4 separate regions of the Mus musculus genome follow, and all the other regions are linked to region 1. The links are chromatin contacts, called in public HiCAR-type, HiChIP or PLAC-seq and promoter capture Hi-C maps. All regions are on one chromosome and are shown on one strand. The core of a region is the stretch at or near the end of the contact, and the rest is flanking DNA. Distances in the headings are between cores, read along the strand shown. Region 1 holds the start of 9530059O14Rik (RIKEN cDNA 9530059O14 gene). Region 2 holds the start of Vipr1 (vasoactive intestinal peptide receptor 1). Region 3 holds the start of Tmem158 (transmembrane protein 158). Region 4 overlaps Gm39463 (a long non-coding RNA gene).

Region 1 (5,349 bases), core at 1,978-4,477:
CCCGCTGCCCGGGCCTCCTTGAATCTCCCGAGTGGGAAACCGGAAAGCTGGAGGCTTTGTCCAAGGGTGGTTGGGGACACTGGAGCTTCCAAACCTTTCGCCCACACCCCTGACTAGGGATGACGGGGCAGAGACATATGGACATTGACCTGCCTACGGAGCACATTAGGGGTTTGCGGGGACTCTACCCACAACTGAGCCCGGGACCTTGGAGGAGTAGTCAGGTTCCACGTTGGTGGACCCCGAGCCGGGGCAGCAGCGGATCGCCGTCGTGGGTTCCCCGCAACGGCTGCGCCCAGCCCTGGGCAGCCACGCGCGCCTAGTGGGGGTGCAGCAGAGTGCGCTGGGGACGAAGATGGTGGGCGGGCGTGAGGTGAACAGCCAACAGGGGTGGGGGTGGGGTGGAACGGCAGAAAGCATGAGAAGGTAGCGGTCCCACTGTTGCAGCAACCCTGCGGTAGGCGGGAACGAGACGACAGGATCAATGTGGTGCCTGCCAGGCGCACAGCGGACCGGACAGGCAGGCCTTGGTCCGCTCTAGTAATGAGCAGAGGGGAGACTGCCGACTCAGAATCTTACTGGTGCTGGCCAGTGTGCAGGGATTTAGCCACAGGAACTTGGAGGAAGGAAAGAGAGGGGGACCGTGCCTGGCCTATAGAAGGGGATGATGACGCTTAGCGCAGCTCTTGAGGACATGCCTGCAGACAGGGAGCCTCCGAAATCCTTTTCACCCTGGGACCCCAAACCTGCCATTTGTCCCATTCCACCACGCCCTCTTCGTAGCTTCCCAAGATTGACCCGTCGATACTTCCAGATCCCTTTTAGATTGAAAATCAGGTCAGATTCTGCACTTTATCAACATGCCCCACCCCTGTCGCCATTAAGCAGCTTCTCACAACCCTGAGGTGTGGTCACTCCGAAGGCACAGTTCCACAGACCTCTGACCGCGCCGCAGGAGGACGCTGAAAGCAAATGCTCTGCAGCGACTTGTCCTGTTCAATATCATCCCCATTCATCCCGGCTGTTGTGTGTTTTCTCAACAGGGCGTGACCCTGTAGACAAGCAGGGCTCGAAGTCAGGGACCTACCCCAATTCAGACACTGTCGCGAACACTCCCTACACTACAAGGCGTGTCAGTCTCTGCATCAGCCACTCTGGGCTGCCTCTCTCAATGGTACTCAAGGGTCGGACACGTGAAAGTCCAGGATCTGATACCACACATCTCCAGCTGTGCCGGACCCAACGTGTGTGTGTGTGTGTGTGTGTGTGTGTGTGTGTGTGTGTGTTGCATTTAACTCCACCATCATTCCCAGATATGCAACATAAAGCATTGAAGGGAGAGGGAGGCAAAAACAAAAAAATTAGGATCTACAGTTTCAAGTTCAAAATCACAACCTTGAGACTCTGAAGGAGTATTCACCTCCTTCCTGTCTAGGCTACCGGATATCATATCTTTGAATACACGCCAGACCCTCAGGAATTATCTCTTCGGGCGATGCCACAAGTGAGCAGTATTCTCTCAACTTCCCAGATCCTTGCTAAAAAGGTGTGTGTGTGTGTGTGTGTGTGTGTGTGTGTGTGTGTGTGTGTGTGTAGTGGATTATTTTCCCCCTTTTATATATAGTGTAGTTTTGAGAAGGGCAGCGAGGCATCTGCTTGGAAAATAATATACTTCTTAATTTGACAGGCCCCTCTCTCCCATGGTAGCTTTTCGGAGTCCTCCAAAGTTCTGTCTAGCGTTGGTGCCCGAAGCTTTGCATGCAGTTAAGCTTCCTACTAAGCAAACCTGCTGGACATTTGTCCTGTGCCCAGGGAAGCACACAAGTGTCATGAAGGGGTTGGGGAAAGACCCTCTGGGTTAAGGGAGGCGTTGCTTCGCGGGTAGAGGTTGAGAGGGAAGTTGGAGTGCAATGGGACCATTAAGTCCCACCTTCTTCCCCCATCTGTGCTTTGGACTATGCGGTTTCTGCCTTGGCCAAAAACCGCATCCACGTCCAAATACAGTACAAAACTCTCTTGGACAGAAGTTAGAAAGAAGCCAGTGTAGAGAGAGACAGTTTGCTTCTAATAATCTCATAAGAATGCCCACAGTATGGCCCAAGTGGCGAGCAGATTCACGGTCCCCATGTGCTGCTGGGGTTGTCGCAGACGCGTCCACGGGCGTCGCAGCGGACGTGACACCGCATTTTCTCTGAATTCCTGCCATCTAGGATGGTGCAACCAAGGGAGGGGGTCATGGGGAAGCAGAGTGCAAGGCTGCAGAATCCGTTCTCTGCAGAGAACTGGAGCGAGCATGGAACAGCGCAACTCCGAGGGCGTTCACATTCGAGAGAAAAGCAACGCCCGGTCGTGGGTGGTTAATTGCCGGCTTCCCACAACCATGAGGCACGTCCCTGGCGGCGTCACTACCTTATGTTTTAATTTGACCTTTATTGGATCTTTGCTCCCCTGGGCTGAGGACTGGACTTGCACTCAGAAGACCACTGCCCTCTCTGGGGAGGGTGGGCCTTCTACTGCGGTTCCCTTCTCCTGAGGGAGCCTGTTCGAGTTCAGAACCTTGTAGACCTTGGAGTTATCAGGCATTCCCGGGCGTGGTCTAGTCGTGGGTTGCGGGGTTTTCTAGCCTTGGAACTGGGCGGTGTCTGCAATGCATCGCATCGCCTTAAGCTGTTCTCGGGTACTCACTCTCGCCGGTGCGCAGAAAGAGACAGAGAGGGGAGGGGTCACGCTTGACTATGAAGTGCCGGTGGGGTCTATTCAGAGTGTCAGTGTGTGTGTGTGGGGGGGGGGGGGGCTGCAGCAGAGGAGGGAGGGTTCTACTGCCAAGGGCAGGGCGGAGGACTGTGAAGGCCGGTTGGTAGTGTGAATGCCTTCCCAGGTTCAGCTGCGGTGATCACCCGGCACTGCAGCTAAAGGAGCTGGTTGCACCTTGCGTGCTCCCCCGCCTTCCCTGTGTTCCCCGGCTTTTCCGGGAGGAAAGATGGGGTGCCCATAGCGGGTGGGGCGCGCCGGCTGCCCAGTCGGGCGGTCACGTGTCCCCCTCCCCCTCCTACTGCAGCGGGAGTTCCAATCAGAGCGCGCCAGGGGGCTCCTCCCGGGCAGGAACCACCGGGCTCCGCGGCGCGGGGTGGGCCGCCATCACCTGACCGCCCGCCCCCGCCCCCCGCGAGTAAGGGGCGGTGGTAGCGTCTGCTCGGTTACAAATGGCCCCTCCCGCCCCGCTCGCCCGCTCGCTCGAGCTCGGCGCGGACCCGCCCGGGAGCGCTCCTCGCAGCAGCTGCCCGGGTTCCCACCGCCCTACCGGGCGCGAGCGATCAGACTACCTCGGAGGGCGCGCTCAGACACCCAGATGTCCGGCCACCTCAGTGGGTACCCTCGGCACCCTGTGATCCGACCACCCGCGGAGGCGCGCTAGCCCTCTGGGTGGGCGTGCTGGGCTTCTCTGCGGCGGAAGTCTGGACCACAGATTGTGACTTCTTTTCTAGCAGTAGGTGAGTGCCCAGCGGGAGCGCAGGCATGGGATGCCCTCCTACTGTGTGGGAACCCCGGGATCCTCTAGGGCACAGGAGGTTTGGTGTAATGACTAAGTCAAGCTTGCAGAACAAGTCCGAAGTCACTCGCCTTCTGGGCCTCTTTTTCGAGTTTCCCCAGTCCCTGGTTTGGGAAAGCGCTTTGATTTGAGGAATTCTTGTCTTGAGATACTTGACAAAGGTTGAAAAGACACTCAGATAGGAGCCGGGAGCTCTAGCTAGCTGGCGCAGGCTGGGTACACCCGGCGTGTTTGAATGTGGGGGGCGGGGGCCCTTTTGAGAATCAGCCCTGGGTAGGGCTAGGGCGAAGCCTCTGCGTTGGTCCCGTCACTCTGTCCCCAAAAGCCACTTGAAATGCCAAGGAGAGAAGAAACAGTGGCTGTAGATGTTGCTAACCAGCTAACCCCCTCCGTTTCTGATCTACCCCTGTGCTGCAGGTTATTCTGCCAAGGATGTGTGAGACTTGGAAGCGCCTAGGATACACCATTTTTACTTTATGACTTTTTGGCAGAAAATATGCGTTAAAGTGTTGAATTACGAGGGAAGATGGAGAAAATAACTTAATTCGCGTTTTTGTAAAGTTTTTGTTTTAAATGCAAGGCAGTAGAGATGTAGGTATTTGAGTCATATTTTGCGACTATACTTTTGGCTTTATGGTCCATATGTTCCTTATAACCTTTCAAACAAAACCCTAGGGAAAAAAATAGAAATAAATAAAAACCAAGGTGTGTGTGTGTGTGAGAGAGAGAGAGAGAGAGAGAGAGAGAGAGAGAGAACACAGGACTTCTGGGGAACAGAAGACAACCTCCTTTGATGAGTACAGTGATGGCCAATTTAATTTGTCATGTGCCACTGAAGGGGATGTCAAGCTGATAACATGCAGACTGGAGAGAAAATGAAGTAGGAGTTGCCCCTAGAGGAAGAAATAAGCCCTGATCCAATTACGCTGGGGAGAGAGCTGAAGGCTAGCCCTTCTGCACTGGAGCTGAGTCTTCTCAGTGGAGGTGGAAGGGTGCAGTTTGGGATACAAGCTCTGAATTCAGACACCCAGCAGCATAAAGGTGTGTGTGTGTGTGTGTGTGTGTGTGTGTGTGTGTGTGAGAGAGAGAGAGAGAGAGAGAGAGAGAGAGAGAGAGAGAGAATGGGTGTGTCCAAAGACAGCTCTTACCCATTTACTCTAGCTGCACTTGCTGAAGGGTTGAGAGGTGTGCTGACTCATAAGGCTGCCAGCAGAGCTTAGCACAGTTAGATTTCACTTCTAGACCTTAACCACATTATATATATATATATATATATATATATATATATATATATATATTATAAATATATATAATATATATATATATATATTCATTCTTATCAGTCTCCTCCCTAGGAGATTTTCCTTGGGCTTTTAGATTCACCCCCTTCATTTTGATAACCACCATCTGCACTGGTGCACACATCTCATTTGGCCTGACACAAAGGTTTTCATCTCCCTTGTAACATTAGAAACAGTGACAGTCTTAACCACCCCATTATGTTCAAGGTATTTGTGGAGAATATTGGAAAACCAGAATGTGAACAATTCAGTTTTCTGAACAGCAGAGAATCTCTTTGCCATTACACTGCAAGACCAGGGAGCCCCACCCTTCTTCTGAGTGTCTGCATGACACCAGGGAAGGAACCCTGCAATTGCAGCAGTGCAGGGCGAGGCAGCATCGGGCTCTGTGATGCCTGTGCTCATGTGCACTAATGTTGGAGAGGGGCTTCGACTCCTGTGCAGCCTTCAAAACCTAATATTACTCCACTTCACCTGTCAGCTTCGCAAACCAGTATT
Region 2 (5,349 bases), core at 1,753-4,252, 930 kb before region 1:
GGCCACGTCTGCCACCTGGCCTTGACTTAGCCCCGTTACACAGGTCAAGGGCACACTATGTCTCACGGCTGCCCTCACCGTTCACCAGAACCTGCTCCTTCTCTTCCTCCTCCTCACTGATTCATCAACTTCAGCACAAGGCGCCGACTGAGCCATCCTGAGAGGTGGCTGCAGGCCTGGAGGAGGAGAGGGTGGCACACGGCACAGGGATGCAGCGGGCTTGAAGCCAGACAGGATTGGATGAGTAACGGCAGATTCTTTCTGCCGAGCGAGCTTGTTGTCACGGGGAATGGCAAGTGACTGTCTCCCCTTCCCCCGCTTCATCCGCTGCACCCCTGTGGTTCTGGCAACTAGAATCTGAGCCAGAATCTGGGAGCAGGTTGCAGGGATCCGGTAAAGATCAGGCTAGCACAGGACTCAAGCGAGAACAGCTTCAGAAATGGGGGCAGACCGTGGCTCCGGCTCTCCTGCGACTGTTCCAGCATAGATTTGTGAGGCAAAGGCAGGTGATGTGGGAATCCCTTCTCAGGATATGGTGGGGAAGGTAACTACAAACACCACCACCAGCACCCGCTCCTTCAGCCTTGGAGATCTCCGTCTGCTTCAGGTGCTTTCTCTTAAACCTCAGGTACCTGCTCCCTCCACCTCGGATGTCTGTTCCCTCAGTCTCAGTTATACCTGCTTCCCAAGCCTCATGAAGCCCATCTTCCCCCATCTCTTCAGAAGTCCCTTCTCTCCTGAAGCCTTCCCTATTACCTAGGTAAACAACAGTAGCCTCCTCCTCAGATTCCACAAGGCTCCCCCAGGAGTAGGTGCATGGTTGACCTCCCAGTGTCTCAGAACAGAGACTTTAAGAGGCAGCAGGAAATAAGCTGGGTTGCATTTTTAAGGTTGTTTTTGCTGTTTTCCTGCTCCTTTTGTTTTTTGAGCGTGTCTTGTGTCCTTTGATGGTAAAGAAGGATGGGTCCCCAGGGAACAACCAGAAAGAACTGAGAGTAGCTTTCACAGAGAATTGGAAGAGAAAGCTATTCTCCCCAAGACATCTTCCTCTCCTGGGGGTCAGGCCGGGAAGACACCAGGGGATCCTGCCGATGTTCTCAGCTGTAGCCTAGCACCAGCCTTCCAACCTCCAGCCCAAGAAGGATCAGCGTGGACAGGGCAGCCATCACCACTGGTGGCCTCTACCTCCCATCTATTCACCTGCCTGGTGAAGGTCACATAGCAAAATGGAGTCTGGCTTCCCACTTCCTTCCCGGTACCCAAAACCCTCCATCCACCCCCACCCCCATGCCCAGATCTCTGTCCACAGAGAACACGGAAATGCTAACAGGACCATGAGGTGAAGCACCGTAGCATTTTGCTCAGGCTGGTCTGAAATCCACAGGAATCCTCCTCCCGAAGCATACAGAGCAGTGGGATCACAGGCACGTGCCACCCCGCCCCATATCAGCATTCTGCAGCTGCCTAGGTGACATATGGGGGTGGGCAGGGTTGAGAGCCAAAGCTCACATCTGGGACTTGAGCATACCACCTCAAGAGCTGGTAAGACCTCACTGCCCGGTTAAGAGGCCTAAGGCCTAAGAGGAGTGTGCCCATGGTCACAAGCGAGGCAAACCCCTATTCCTGCTCACAGTGACTCCCGAAATCCTAGCCCTGAAGCACTGAATGGCAACTACTAAACAGCTCCCTCTTCTGACACCCCATAACTGGAGAAAGGCCTGTGACAACTAGCCCATTCTCTATCCGGAAGCAGAAATTGCAGGGAGTGCCTCTTACCTCCTATGCCCTGGTGCGTAGTAGAGGCCTGGCTCAGGCTCAGGCTCAGGCTCAGGGGGAGAGAGAACAAGGGAAGTGCGGTAGACTAGGAAGGAGAGGAAGGAGGAAGGCCAGGGGTTTGCTTCCAGACTTTTCTGTAACCGACCTCAAGGCCACGCCCACAGCGTTAGTTTCCCACGTTGCAGGTTGGGAAGGCTGGAGAATCCTCGGGAAATTCCCGCGCTCCTGCTGGCCAGAAAGCGCCCGGAGAGCGACTTCCTTCAAATGGATCGCACACCCTACTTCGCGCAGGGACACGCGGCCCTCTGCAACTCCGCCCCTCCTCCCACCTTCTATCCCACCGCGCCATCAGCCCCCCACATCACCTTCTCACCATGATCACTCGAGCTCTTGGAAAGTCATCTGCACGGGTTCCCTAAGACGTAGCGCGAAGGGCTCTGAGTCGGTAACCCCGCGCCCCACGCTAGCACCGAATAATCCGAGCCCTAAAGACAAGCTTCGGAGGGAGAGCAGCCTCAGATCACCCGCTACCGGCCCGCCCGATCTTGGAGACACAGCGCGGGACACTGGCACCCTGATCCTAGTCCCTGGGGACTCCGGGAAGACCGGTCTGTGGGCAGCCTGGGCCCAAGAAAGGGTACAGGCTTTGGTCCCCGCGCGGGGGCGCTGGAACATTGACTTCTCGTCCCTCACGAGCTGCGCCGGCCAAGTCGTGTCCAGCTCTGAGTGCACCCTGCCCTGGGCGGCCAAGAGGAACCCCCAGTTGGGACTCCCCGACCCCGGCTGCGCCCCCTCGGCTTCTCCCTTGTCGCAGATGGTTCCAACAGCGTGATCCGCTGGACCCCATCGGAGGCCAGCCTTCAGCCCTGGAAAGCTGTGGCCCTTCTAGTCCAAGAATTTGGGCTGCAAGCCGACGTGGAAACCGGGGAGCCGGCAGCTAAACTCCCTGGAGCCGAAGACTGGAGGAGCTCACTGCCAGGGGCCGAGGGCGCAGCCGGGGTTGAGAGAGAAAGGTGCGGGCGCGGGGAACACTGGGCGGTGTTGAGCCCAGCGTCCCCGCATCGGAGAGCCGAGAGGATGCTCGCTAGCTAGCAGCTCCCGACGACGCGCACCTCTAGCGGGACTCTGTGCTCACGCCCCCGGGGGCCCCGGCTCCGCCCCCTACCTGCGCCGAGGTACCGCCTCCGCCGTGCCATTGGCTAACCCCGCCGCCCGTCAGACGAGCCCCCGCCGCCCTCCCCTAGCCTGGAGCTGTGCCTCATAGCGCCCGGGCCGCTGGCCCGCGCCACTCTCCCGCGCTGCGTTAGCCACAGACCCCGTAGGCGCTCTCGGCTGCCTGCCGCGGGCTCAGGGCGGACCATGCGCCCTCCGAGCCTACCGCCTGCCCGCTGGCTCTGCGTGCTGGCAGGAGCCCTCGCCTGCGCCCTCGGACCCGCGGTGAGTGTGTGCCCCTCCACCCAGATCCCACGGATGGGGGAACTGCGGGGGCAGCGTATCCGGGACCATCTGGCCATCGGGGGGCAGCAGGAGCGCGGTTCTCGTCTTCTCTCTTCTGTAGCCCAGAGGCGTGGGAGCTCGGTAGCGGCGGGTCCCTCTTAGCTCATCTTAGAGCGCTCACCGCGAAGTGATCCCAATCAGCGATGAAGAGGTTGGGGGCGAGAGGGAGCCCCAGACTTGCCTTGCGATGAGTGCCTGTGGGGGTACGTGGGGAGGAGAACTGTGGGTGGCACGATCGAGTGAGATGGGAGATCCTGTAGACTGTCGGGTGGGAAGGAGGCTGTGTCTGGAAGCCTCTCTGGGTATTTTGAGAACTTGTGCGATGAAGACAGCACAGCATCAGACCTTAGTGCCTGTACCCTGGGGAGGGGTCCTTGGGATCTGGTGAGAATTTCATTCTGTGCTCTTTATCCTCTAACTATAGGCTGATGGTGGGCAGGTAAAAGCATGTATTGGGAAAAGCAGGGGGGCTTGCTCTACCTTAGACCTCGGCTTCCTCCCACACAGACATGTGTGTGGGTGTGCTCCTGTGGCTGTGACAGACTCACCAGGGTCATGGGGCAGACACCTGGTCACCTCCTCTGAGACTAAGAAAGACCTCAAGACTCAGAGACCCCCTAAACCCATTTTACAGAAGGGCAAAATGAGGCCACAGGAGCCACACCTGTCCCTGCCAGCCACACTTGGACAGAGGTGATCTTCCCTTCCCTTGCTCTAGGTCTGTGGAGCTGTTGCTTCAAGATTGTCTTTTCCTTAGTGGATTCTGGTCTGGAACAAGTGGGCTGCCTGGAGGAAGTGGGGAATCTTGGTCGGTCACCTTAGTGCAGTCTATCCCGTGGTCCCTCCCTAATCACAACCTTTCCCAGGGCAGGGATCAGGACATGAATCTGTTTCCTCCTAGCTGGTGTCTGGCACACCCTGCTCTGGAAAATCTCACCACCCCCCCAACCCCTTCCGGAGAAGGTGCTGCTCTCTGAGAATTGGACAGTGTTGCCCCCTTCCTCCTGTTTACAGCCCCTCCCCACACTCCAAGCTTCATCAGACTCTGGCCCTCAGTGTCACAGACCACACTAGCAGCCCTCCAACTTCCCCAACTCTGTGTCCTGGCTACTCCATTTTGGATAAGCCAGGGGTTTTTGGACCACTGGAGGCCTCTGGCCCCAGGTACCATCCATCTAGAAACAGATTGAGCCCAGTCCCTCCAATTCCATCTTCCTACTTCTTATTTGGAGGTGCCAACTCTAGCTCCTCCTCCAGGGAGCCTTCCCTGGTTGCCTCTGATCTTTCCACTCCAACCCCATCTTCAGTTCCACTAGCCTCCCAGCCTCGGCTGCCCTCTTGGTCCACAAAATGAGGGGAAGGGACTTAGCCTGGACTGGAGGGGGACCCCAGCCCCTGCTCTCCTCTCCCTGGAATGGAGGGGGACCCCAGCCCCTGCTCTTCTCTCCCTGGACTGGAGGGGGATCCCAGCCCCTGCTCTTCTCTCCCTGGACTGGAGGGGACCCCAGCCCCTGCTCTTCTCTCTCTGGACTGGAGGGGACCCCAGCCCCTGCTCTCCTCTCTCTGGACTGGAGGGGGACCCCAGCCCCTGCTCTCCTCTCCCTGGACTGGAGGGGGACCCCAGCCCCTGCTCTCCTCTCCCTGGACTGGAGGGAGACCCCAGCCCCTGCTCTCCTCTCCCTGGACTGGAGGGGGACCCCAGCCCCTGCTCTTCTCTCTCTGGACTGGAGGGGGACCCCAACCCCTGCTCTCCTCTCCCTGGACTGGAGGGGGACCCCAGCCCCTGCTCTTCTCTCCCTGGACTGGAGGGGACCCCAGCCCCTGCTCTTCTCTCTCTGGACTGGAGGGGGACCCCAGCCCCTGCTCTCCTCTCCCTGTCCTCAGTTGCTCCCTCCTGGAACGGACACCCAGTGTTCCTGCTGCAGCCGGACTTGGGGGGGTCATGTTATCAGAGTCATAAAATGGCAGCTGCAGAGTTCACAGTGAAGGCACCGAGCCTTATCACTCTGTTTATGGGGCCCTGCCTTGGCCTAGGAAGGGAAATCTTTGAACAGAGAAGCCAAAAAAAAAAAAAAA
Region 3 (5,349 bases), core at 1,718-4,217, 690 kb after region 1:
GAGAAGAAAGCATCTTACTTGATAGAGGCCTCAAGATAAACAGAGATGCCATGCAGCTAAAGATTCCCTTCTGCAAACACACAGCACATCACAAACTTGAAATACACCTGAATCCCTTAGGGAGTTTTACCTTTCTGGATTCCCACTTCTGTGGCCTTAAGTGAGTCCATCTCCAGTTTGATGCTGATGCTGCGGGCCCGTATTTTGAGAACTATGGCTCTAGAGCAAGTTTAATGTTTCAAAAGCAGGTATGAATGAGATGGAGCAAAGGAATACATCTTTATTTTATTTTGACAGGGTCTCATTATGTAATCCAGGGCAGCCTTCAACTGCGGTCAGATTCCCTAGTACTGGAATTACAGTACTTAAATGCCTTAAATTTACTTTTGTGTTAAGCTGAGAAAGATCTTTGCTCTGCAGATAACTCAAAGAATCTGAATCTACCACGTAGCAGACAGGTTCTACCACAGAAACACAGAGTTACAGCTATTGGTTACCTTTTACCAAGAACTTGTTAATGCTAAATAAACATCTCAGAATTTGATACTAGCATTTGAAACATGCCACCTGCTTAACTTACCAAACAGAATGTAATCTATGTCTTACAATCAGCCATTTTCAGGTCTGGGAAGATGGCTCAGTAAAAGTGCCCGGTACTTAAGCAGGAGGACCTGAGTTCAGATCTCCAACATGCATGTGAAAAGCCAATCTTAGTGGTGTATGCTTATAATCTCGGTACTGGGGAGACAGGGACAGGAGGACGCTGGCCAGCCAGTCTAGCTGAATCTACCTGCTTGGTGTTTAGAGACAGACCAAGATAAAAACTAAGGTGGAGAGTAACTGGAGAAGGCACTTGACTCTGACTCCCCCACACAAATGCATTCAGGAGTGAGTGGGCACACACAAGAACATGTATATATACTGTATATTCACCACACCTACCGAGGTGGTTCTGTGAAAGACACTTGGCTCACAGAACTATTTATTGATTTTCCTGGGGCACCATGTGAAAACAAACTATGCCAAGCGCTGTGAACCTGTGCTCTGTAGAAAGGACGTACGTGTCTGGGGCCCAGTGAACTGATTAGCAATCCCCATCGGAACCATTCTGAAAGCGATTTCACCTGTCTCAGCCAGGAAGACAGATGGCGCCCCTCTTTTCAGGAATTTCTTCATGATTCATTTGCGTCTTGGATCCCTCTCCCAAAAGCAAATAAAGGAAACATACACATTTCTGGAGGAAAATGTCTGTATTAAAAGCCAGAAAACCACATTAATACAAGAAGAAACGCCCACCAGGCCATGTCACTGAATAGATCGACTTGGAAAAGATTCATAAAGTTCTTTTGTAAGCAATTACAATAAATCCGTGTCAAATCTTCCCTCGTCCCCCCCTTTAAAAAAACAAACAAGAAGCTTCAAATACAACTACATTCAGATACAAAGAGCTCCTGTTACCACAGCTTTAGCAGTTGAATCTTTTTGTTTTGTATTTTTTTTTACTAAAACTTTCATTTAAAACAGTTATTAAATATATAAAACAAATACACAGGATCTGGTCACTTTCTGCCATAAATAAAGGGCATGTGGGCGCAGGGAGGGGGTGCCGCAGGGGAAAGAGCCGGTTTCCCTTGTGTCCTCGAGCCACGCGTGGATCCCACCCTTCAGCCCGAGAGCTTGCCCCTGCTCTTCCGAACCAGAACCTCAGCACAAACCCCACTTTCCCACCTCATTTGTGCCTCTCTGCGGTCCCCTCCCGGGAAAAGGATGAACAATAAGGACAGCACGAAGCGCACCTGCCCCGTCTCCGGTGAGGAAGGCGCGTGCGAGCGCTTACACAGCGCGGACGCGGGGCGGAGGGGGTCACTTAGGAGCCACCCCCGAGGTGACAGCCGCGGCAGCAGCAGCAGCAGCTGCAGCAGCGGCGGCGGCAGCGGCGGTAGTCCCCGCGGGTACGGCTGCAGGAGCGGCCGCGGGGGCGCCGGCGGTGGTCCGGCGCTGCTCCATGCCGTTGGGCAGGAAGCCGGCAATGATGGGCACCGGCCAGATGAGGGCGGCCACGCTCCACACCACGATGACCAGGGTCATGAAGCAGGCCACCAGCGTAGACTCGATGGGCTTGCGGTTCAGCCGCCAGCCCGGCTCGCCCTGCAGCTCCTCCAGGCTGAAGTCCAGGCAGCAGAAGTGACGAGGCTCGCCCTGCAGCCACAGCGGCCCCGGCTCGGCCGCCGGGTAGGCAGGCAGCGCGGTGGGAGCCCCGGCGGGAGCCCGCAGGCGGCCGCGCACCCAGCCGCAGCCCACGCACAGGCGCAGGTCTTGCTGCGCGCCGCCCGCCGCCAGCCCCAGATGCTCGATGAGCAGTGGTGGCCCGACGCGGTGGAAGGCGGCGGCGAAGAAGGCGCGGCCGTGCGCGTTGGTAGAGAAGAGCAGCAGGTCGCACTGCAAGCCCCGCGGGCGGCCCCAGCGCACGAGCAGCGAGCTCAGCATCTGTCGTTGCACGCTGATGTTGCAGGGCGCCGCCGGAGCCTCCTCTGGGCCCGCGCGCTCTGGGGGCGCCGATGCCGCCGATGCCAGCAGACGCGGGGTGGAGTGTTCGTTGGTGAAGGACGCATTGGCCGAGGCGTTTGGGGGCGTCCCTGCAAGGCCGGGCGCATCCGTGGCCCCGCCGTGCGCCGGCGGCAGCTGGCAGGCGGCGGCCAGTAGCGCGGCGAGAAGGGGCAGCATGGCCTGTGGCGAGCGCCTACGCGCGCGGGGCAGGCGGCGGCTGCATGGCGCGCAGGCGACCGTCCGGTGAGGGAACCGCGGGGCCTGGAAGGCCGAGGCGGAACTCTGCCAGTGTATTGGGACGACACCGGCTCACGGGCCGCGATGGCCTCTTCAGACTCCGCTCGTCGAGGTTCCGCTGCCCCCAGAGCTGGGGCCCTTGGACGGCCAGGAGGCTCTGCTGGCTCGCGGCGAAACGAGAGAGGATTCCCCTGCTCGGCTCCGCCTTCCGCGCGCCCCGCCCCCGGCTCACCGGGTGCGGGGAATTGGGAGGGCGGGGCTCCACTCGCAGGGGCGGGAACTGAAGACCTGAGCGACAGGGCGGTGCGTGGAGGCGGAGCGAGGGGACCCCCGAGGGCGGGAAGCCCAGAGCGAGTCCCGGAGCCCAGACAGTCCCTCTGTCACGCCCCCAGGAGAGCTAATCAGTACCTCCTTTCTGCTTAGGAGAAACTAAGAAGGGAGAAAGTCTCCGGGCTACCTCAGGAGCCAGAGACAGGACTCTTGTACCTTTCTGCTGAGTTCAGAAATTCAGATCTGGAGTCTGGCTGGTTTTAATGTGTCTTCACCACAATAGATACATATGGGTTTTTTTGTTGTTGTTGTTGTTTTGTTTTTTGTTTTGTTTTTGTTTCGTTGTTTTGTTTTACAGGAAGAGAACTCATAAAAAAATCCTCAAAATTCTGAAGTTTTGGTGTTGGTTGGGGCAATGGGAATGCAAATCCCACAGGTCGGATGCTTGAGGACACCTGCAGTCTAGTGTGCACATAGACACAAAAAATTTGTATGTTAGAGTCCATGAATATCAGTCTTCCGGGATGTATATTGTGGAGAGGTGGAGTTGTCAAGAGTAATTTAATAGGATACAATTTATATTAAGAAGCCTACCTGAGTCCTGAGCTTGATGGTACAAGTCTGTAATCCCAAGTGAGAATCCAGAGTCCAAGTTCCTTGGAGAGGCCAGCCTGGGCTACCTGAAAACCTGTCTCAAATAAACAAAATCCAGTACTAAGGTGGTGAGGAGAATTATGAGTTTGAGGACAGCCTGGGCTACACAGAAAGATGCTTTCTGTAAAGAACAAAAAACGTTCTTGGGAAGAAGAGGCAGCTCAGTTGGAAGGGTGCTTTCCTAGTGTCCTAGCAAGCCCAGGGTTCAATCCCCATCACAAAAAGGAGCAAACTGCACTTCCCTTGTTTTCTGGCCTCACACTTGGAAACTAATGTCAACTGACCCCTAAAATGGCTTGAAACAGTTGTGCTCTGTAAATCTAAGAGTGACCCTCCCTCTAAGCCAGCTAAGCTTTCCCAAGGGCCTGTGAAGGACAGGATGACAGCCATTGCTGGGTACAAAGTGCTAAATATATTTCTCTAAATAGTTCTCTCTCTCTCTTTCATTCTTTCTCCTGCTCTTTCTTTTGAGTCAAGGTTTCACTTCGTAGCTTTAGCTGTCCTGGAACTTATTATGTAGACCAGACCGGCCTCAAACTCTCAGAGATCCACTTGCCCCTGCTTCTTGAGTTCTGGGACTAAAGCCATGTACCACTAAACCCATCTTCTAAGTTGTTTTCTAACAAATAGTAACATTGGAATGAGGGAGAGACACAGGTAGACAGAGAGAAAGTGGGGAGAGAGAGAAGGGAGAGAGAGAGCCTTATAAACAGAATTCCCCAAAGTACCAAGTCTTCTCTGTTGGTCTTGGTTCCCTGAGTGACAGCCGGGCGGCTGGCACCCACCCTGCATGGGACTGTGTTATGTTAATGGAGCTTGCAGTCCAGCATCTACCCCACCTTCTCAGTGCTGGCCAGTTGGTTATCTATTCCTGCAAATCCAGCCCAGTGTGACTGGATTCTTGGTCTCTGTAAAAAAGGTTGATGTCCCTGAGGCACAGGACACACATCTATCTATCTATCTATCTATCTATCTATCTATCTATCTATCTATCTACTTTTGTGTTCCCAGATGGGACAATGTGCAGTTTCATGTTCTTATTTAAAATGACTTATCCTTTTAAGGAACAAAATATACTACCTGGTGTGGCAGCCTTGTTTAAATATGAGCCTACTTCAAAACAGGGATATCATGTGATCCCTAGGGCTTAAAGGGGCCTAGTTGTCAAGGATTGAGTCTTGAGTCAGGTCTCTATCCATGACAGCAGGTGACATTTTCTGGAACTTTAGGCAGGAACATGCTGAGCTTCTTAGGGGTTCCCTTACTGTGTCTGTACAATGGAGGTGGGGGTGGGGATGGGGGTGGGGGAAACTTGGAAGGGAAAATGACAGACTTGTTTGCAGTTGCGTATGATGGCATGCAACTGTAACAGCACTTAGAAAATTGAGGGAGGATCAGGAGTTCAAAGCCAGCTTGACATAGTTCAAGTCTAGACTGGAATGCCTGAGACCCTGTCTCAAAAACCAACCAACCAACCACAAGCAAAGAAGCAAGTCTGGTTTGGAGAGCCAAGAAGTCCCTGCCAAGTTGTTGACATGATAGCCCTTCACACCTTCATCCAGACAAGTTACCTTCTGTCTTGTCTGCTGGTATATGACAGAGGCTCTGCTAGTACTTATTCCCTGACGAATCTGCCCATTT
Region 4 (5,349 bases), core at 1,911-4,410, 550 kb before region 1:
CGAGTATGGAGATTGGCTGGAAGACGGAGTGAGGCAAGGGACACATTTATTGAAAGAAAGAATAACTGATGAGCATCGTCAGGTCTCCAAGACAGCCGTGAAATCCGGGAGAGAGGCAATGACGACTCACTCACTAGGCTCTCTGCTCTTTCCTTCCTTCCTGCTAGGCTGGCGAGAGAGATGGTCATGTGACTGACTTCCAGCCAATGATATAGGGCAACATTTTGAATGCCTGCTCCATTGTGTAACCCCTTCCCTGTTCTCCCCTTAACTCAAGGACAATGCTTACAGTGACATTGGAAACTACAGGGCAAACACGAAACCTGTAAAATCAGCTTGGGGTCGCTGCCATACTGTTGGGGACCCGAGGACTGTGTGTCTCTTCCTATGGGAGCCAAAGGAGCAGACGCCTGTGGTCCGAGACCGCCCGCCATTGCCTTGAAAAGAAGGTGTAGGTTGTGTCTGACGCTCCCCTCTTCAGACAGCGTGGGACCTCAGAAGTCAAACTCAGGGCAGGGAACTTTTATCTTCTCACACTTGAAATCCCAGGTCTGGAAGCTTGTGAGGCCGGTGTCATGAGGCTGGCAATCCCTGTGCAGTGATGTAGCCTCGGGCTTTTCTACCAACGCCCCAGTTCTTGAAAAAAATGACCGAGTATTACTTGTGAATAAACGTCTAAGAAAGCGTGGACTTATTCCTCCACTGCTGTGTAACTTAATTAACCCGTTTATTCTATTCTATGAGTGCCACATGGCTTGTCACCTACCTCTTCTTAGCTTCACGTATCTGTGGCACTTCCTTCTTTGAGTGCTCCAAGGTCAATGAGAAGGATTTGAACTCTCTTCCTAGAGCTACTGCGAGCCCTCAACATGGCTGGGTCCTCCTGCAGGCCATTGATAACACATTGCCTGAGGAAGCCAAGTTGTTTTCTAGGTAGGAGGCCTCCCAGTGCCGTCTCTTAGTCAAAGCTTACACAAGACACAGAATCCTCTACTCTGCTTTGTGCCCAGATTTGCAAGAGGAGAGGGGATGTTAAAAAAAATATTTGACTCGCACCTATAATCCCATACTCAGGAGGTGGAGGCAGGAGGGTTATGAGTCCAATCCAGTCTGGGCTCATAGTCAGAACCATCTCAAAAGCAATCAGATTCAAACAAACAAACAAACAAAACAAACCCTCTCACCTTTGTGCATTTGCTTTGCCAGTGCCCACAGGAATATTAATGCCACTTCTAGGCTCACCTTCAAAGTAAAACTCTCTGACTTTTGGGATTATTTAGTCCTCATATTTTTAAAAATAACAAGTATTTTCCAAGTTTAATTTTTTCCCCTCTCCTCACCAATTTACTTACTGTCATGGCCTGCCACTCCCTGTAAATGTCCAACAGATGCTAGAGAAGGTTTGGAAATAATTCAAGATTCTTTGGCCTTTGTTAGATAAAGTGTGTGTGTGTGTGTGTGTGTGTGTGTGTGTGTGTGTGTGTGTTTATAAAACCTGCTACTTAGAATGAGGAGTCACAGAACAGTGCCGTTCAGGAAACATAGGTTGACCCTGATCATGAAGTCCTTACAAAGGGATGGCACACACAGGACCAAAGGCACAGGAGTTGTGCCTCTGGGACTCTGCTTCCTTCTCTGCTTGTTTGAGGTTGCACGGGCTTTCTGCTTATTTGAGGTTGCACTAGTTAATTTTTGACAACTTGACACAAACTAGAGTCACCTGGGAAGAAGGAACTTTGTTGAGGAATTGCCTCCATCAAAGGCAGGTGCCTTTGGCTTGTCTGTGGGCAATTTCTTGATTGCTAGTTGGGGTGAGAGGGTCCAGCACAGTGGGCAGTGCCATCCCTATGCAGTTAGGTCTGGGCTGTGTGAAAAGCAGCCGAGAAATCCATAGAGAGCAAGCCAGTAAGCAATCATTTCTCCATGGGCCCTGCTTCAATTTCTTCCCTGGTCTGGTGGACTGGATATAACCTGTAAGGCAAACAAACCCTTTTCCCTCCTGTTTACTTTTTATCCATATTTTATCCCAGCAACAAAAAGCAAACTGGGACAGAAATTGGTATCAGAGAGTGGGGTATCGTCGTGATAGGCCATTTCAGAGCCTTGGGCTAGGGGAGGCCACTGAGAGCTCAAATCTTCATGAGCTTATGGAGGAAGTCAGTACACAGCATCCCCTGTGGTCTCCGCTTCAGGTCCTGCCCTGAGCGCCTGGCTTCCTGATGACACGTTAGCTGGGATTGTAAGATGGAATAAACATTTTTCTCTCCTTTTCAAGTTTCTTTCCAAAATCAAGTTGATTTTGGTCAGTGTTTTATAACAGCCACAGAAAGCAAACTAGGACATAAGCTTTCTGATTCTTTTACATGCTATGCTCTTCCATCACAAATAACAGCGTATTAAGATTCACGAAGGTAAGTCGGGAAAGAACCAATACCAGGCAAGAGCTGTGGGATGCTGGGTGCTTGACAAGAGGAGCTTAAGACGACCTCAGCAAAGTCAGCTGGATCCCTTCCCTGCCCAGAGCCCTTCTGTTGCTGTGTCCTCTGACCTTTGGGTGACATTACCAGCCTCCCCTCTAACCTCTAACCTCTAACCTCTAACCTCTAACCTCTAACCTCTAACCTCTAACCTCTAACCTCTAACCTCTGTTCTGAGTTTCACTCTCTGGGCTGCTTCTCAGCAAAGCATACTCTGGAAACTCCTCTTGTGGGGTTTTTATGGAAGGAGCCTACGCTGCTTCCAGAATTCCTCCAAGGACTCAGCCCCAGTTGCTCACAGTGGCTGTTCTTTTAATATCATGTCTCCCCTCTTCTTCCTTTTTTTCCCCTCCGGTTCCCTTCTTCTTTTCCTTCTCTCCTCTCCCCTCCCCTCCCCTCCCTTCCCTTCCCTTTTCTTCTTTTTCTCTCCCTCTCCTCCCCTTCCTTCTCTCCCTTCCTTCCCCCTTTCTCTTCCCTCCCCTCCCCTTCCCTTTCTCTCTTCCCCTTCCCCTTCTCCTCTCTTTCCCTCCCCTCCCTCCCCCTCCTCTCCCTTCCTTTCCCTTCCCTTCTTCATTTTTCCCAGGGAAAAACCTTGCAGGATTTTCTTTCCTGGGTCCATGATTGTCTAAACCTGACTGTGCACTATTGTAGTGAGAGGACACTTCCCTCTGGGTCCTGACAGGGGGCAGCATTTAGTTTCCTATCAGAACGAGTTGCATTCCTAGACTTGTATGTGATTCCAGCTCAAAATAAAGAAAAACATTGAAATGAGGGGTTTAATTCCCGAGAGGGACTGGAAGGCTGTGTCAGCGTTTCCATGGTGAGGGCTGTCTTCTGGGGATTTACCTTCCAGCTGTGAGAATCTGCTTTATGCTAGACTTTAAGCCTTTGGCTGCTTAAAGGCTCTATATTATTAAAGAGTCCACTTTTGACTAAGTTGAAACTGTGACTCTGTAAAGCCGACTCAGAATGTTCTCCCCTCTGCCCCTTGCCCCATTGGCTGCTGGCCACGCTCCTTGCCAAGCAGCGTGGAGACTTGGCAGAGGTGCGGCATCTGGCTCTCCTGCTGTGTGTGGTCTGAGAAGGGCTGCACTGAGGAAGAGAACCTTGGCTCTTTTGTACTGTTAAAATGACACCTCCATGGGTCCCACCCGAGTCTATCTGTAGGTGTTTCTCCATGCACAGTCACTCACTGACCCCAGGTCTTAGAATCACAGAGGAGAAGGGCAAGTGTCAGCCTGCGATGCCTCCGTGAGTATCAGAAGAAAGCCAGGTTGAGATGTTTTGTGTGAATTCCTTCTTGCAGCAAGAGCCGGTATAGTGCGAGGAAGAGAAAGGGGATCTGTCTCATCAACCAAAAGAGAGAGCAAAGCAGGCTCACTTTGAGCCGTCAGCGTCAAACACATCAAAGTCATCTCTGCTTGGTTTTAAATAAGAACACATTTGCAGACACTTTGGCATATCCTTTATTTTAAACAGAGTTACAGAGGTGGATGGAAGCCCCTCACGATAGAAGGAAGACGCTGAGAGCAGAGAGCCAACATCTGTGTTGGTGCGGAACCTGACTGGGTTCCGAGTGTCAGAAAGCACCATGGGGATTCATAACCATCTCAACTCAAGGTCTGGGGACCCATTGTCCTCTCCTGACCTGTGCGTGGACCAGGCATGACAGCAGCGCACATACATACACATGGGCAAAACACATACAAATTAAAATTTAATATAAAAATCTAATAACATTATTAGAAATAATATTTATAAAGTTACATGGGAAAACATTGATACAAACAAGGTTGGCCAAAAATTTATGATGAAGAAAAAGCTTTGACATCATCTGGGGATCTAAAAAGTCATGATTTGCAGAAAGGTGCCATGCCTCTGTATGTGAGTGTGTGTGTGTGTGTGTCTGTGTGTGTGTAAGAAAGAGAGAGAGAGAGAAAGAGTGTGTGTGTGAATGAATGTGTGTATGTGTATATGAGTGTGTATAAGAGTGTGAATGTGAGTGTGTGTATTTGTGTGTGAGTATGAGTGTGTCTGTGAGTGAGTGAGTAAGTGAGTGAGTGTATGTGTGTAAGCCATATGTTTCTATGAAACTTTTCACAAGCAAAAGGGGAAAGCTTAAGCAAAAGACACACCTCAGGCCACACAGAGCCTCTGGACAACTATAAAGGACCTGCGGGCTCACCACACTCAAAGCAATCACTGTCTCATTAGCTGACAGCTGAGTGGAGCCAGCAGAATCTCCTGTGGCCTTCACTACAGGAAGTACAGACTACCTCAGTAATCTACTGGGGCCACAAGACACAGACAGCAGCAGCAGCCACAAAATCAGCAGTAGCAATAAGAAGCCCTAGAAAGACGGCTCAGTGGTTAAGGGCACTGGCTGCTCATACAGAGGACCTGAGTTCAGTTCCCGACTCTAACTACACTTCCATGGATGTAATGCCCTCTCCTGGCCTCTGCCGGTGCACATGTACACATATATGCATGCAGGCAAAACACCCAACACATGTAATAAAAAATAAATGTTTTAAAAGGAGCTCTGAAAGTGGAAGGATCTGTGTAGTTGCCGTTGCTCCACATTGTATTACCTACTCCAGTGTTTCATGAGACAAACAAAGAAACATTAAAATATGGTAAATTCGGGAGGGGGCACATGATCAATGGAGAGTACTACAGAAGTCATACATTGAATTTTTAGATGAAGACTCTAAATAAGCTTGTATAAATTATTCAAACAATTCAAGGAAATAATGTCTAAAGAATGAAAAGAAAGGATCAGAATAGTGCCTCACCAAGTCAGTAATTTAAATAAAGACAGAGAAGTTGCTTTTAGGCACCAAATAGAAATTTTGTAGTTGAAACATACAAT

Evidence for each region. Promoter capture Hi-C pulls out the DNA fragments that hold promoters and counts their contacts. HiCAR-type assays count read pairs that join an accessible place to other places. HiChIP or PLAC-seq counts read pairs in DNA pulled down with a chosen protein or histone mark.
Region 2: a contact with region 1 is called in an H3K4me3 HiChIP or PLAC-seq map of embryonic stem cells, with 9 times the contacts expected there. The contact joins the promoter of Vipr1 here to the promoter of 9530059O14Rik in region 1. A contact is called at or near these places in 2 of 39 promoter capture datasets (embryonic stem cells and liver), 2 of 484 Hi-C or Micro-C datasets (both in embryonic stem cells) and 2 of 115 datasets of contacts at active chromatin or transcription factors (both in embryonic stem cells).
Region 3: a promoter capture Hi-C map of liver shows a contact between it and region 1, with 3 times the contacts expected there. The contact joins the promoter of Tmem158 here to the promoter of 9530059O14Rik in region 1. A contact is called at or near these places in 5 of 39 promoter capture datasets (the C10 cell line, embryonic stem cells, hippocampal neurons and 1 more) and 3 of 484 Hi-C or Micro-C datasets (all in embryonic stem cells).
Region 4: a HiCAR-type map of astrocytes shows a contact between it and region 1, with 2.8 times the contacts expected there. The contact joins the enhancer-like site here to the promoter of 9530059O14Rik in region 1. A contact is called at or near these places in 4 of 39 promoter capture datasets (cranial neural crest, embryonic stem cells, hippocampal neurons and 1 more), 1 of 484 Hi-C or Micro-C datasets (cortical neurons) and 2 of 115 datasets of contacts at active chromatin or transcription factors (astrocytes and forebrain).

What each region holds. Positions count from the first base shown.
Region 1 is chr9:122,569,274-122,574,622 of GRCm38.p6, forward strand. It overlaps 9530059O14Rik (RIKEN cDNA 9530059O14 gene), which reads left to right and starts at 3,228. Exons shown (of 2, transcript NR_015610.2): 1 at 3,228-3,491.
Region 2 is chr9:121,639,714-121,645,062 of GRCm38.p6, forward strand. Vipr1 (vasoactive intestinal peptide receptor 1) reads left to right here and starts at 3,003. Exons shown (of 13, transcript NM_011703.4): 1 at 3,003-3,213. The coding sequence starts at 3,136. It also overlaps a transcript of Lyzl4 not described here.
Region 3 is chr9:123,257,822-123,263,170 of GRCm38.p6, forward strand. It overlaps Tmem158 (transmembrane protein 158), which reads right to left and starts at 2,968. Exons shown (of 1, transcript NM_001002267.2): 1 at 1,236-2,968. The coding sequence starts at 2,724. The coding sequence ends at 1,864.
Region 4 is chr9:122,015,716-122,021,064 of GRCm38.p6, forward strand. Gm39463 (a long non-coding RNA gene) reads left to right here. Exons shown (of 2, transcript XR_871388.3): 2 at 1-718. Among named protein-coding and RNA genes, the nearest start is that of Pomgnt2, 22 kb to the left of the region's middle. Within about 2 kb of position 3,161, at least 82 of the 459 cell types and tissues checked have an H3K27ac peak or open chromatin away from gene starts, as enhancers often do. A contact at or near this core is called in astrocytes, where this site is marked.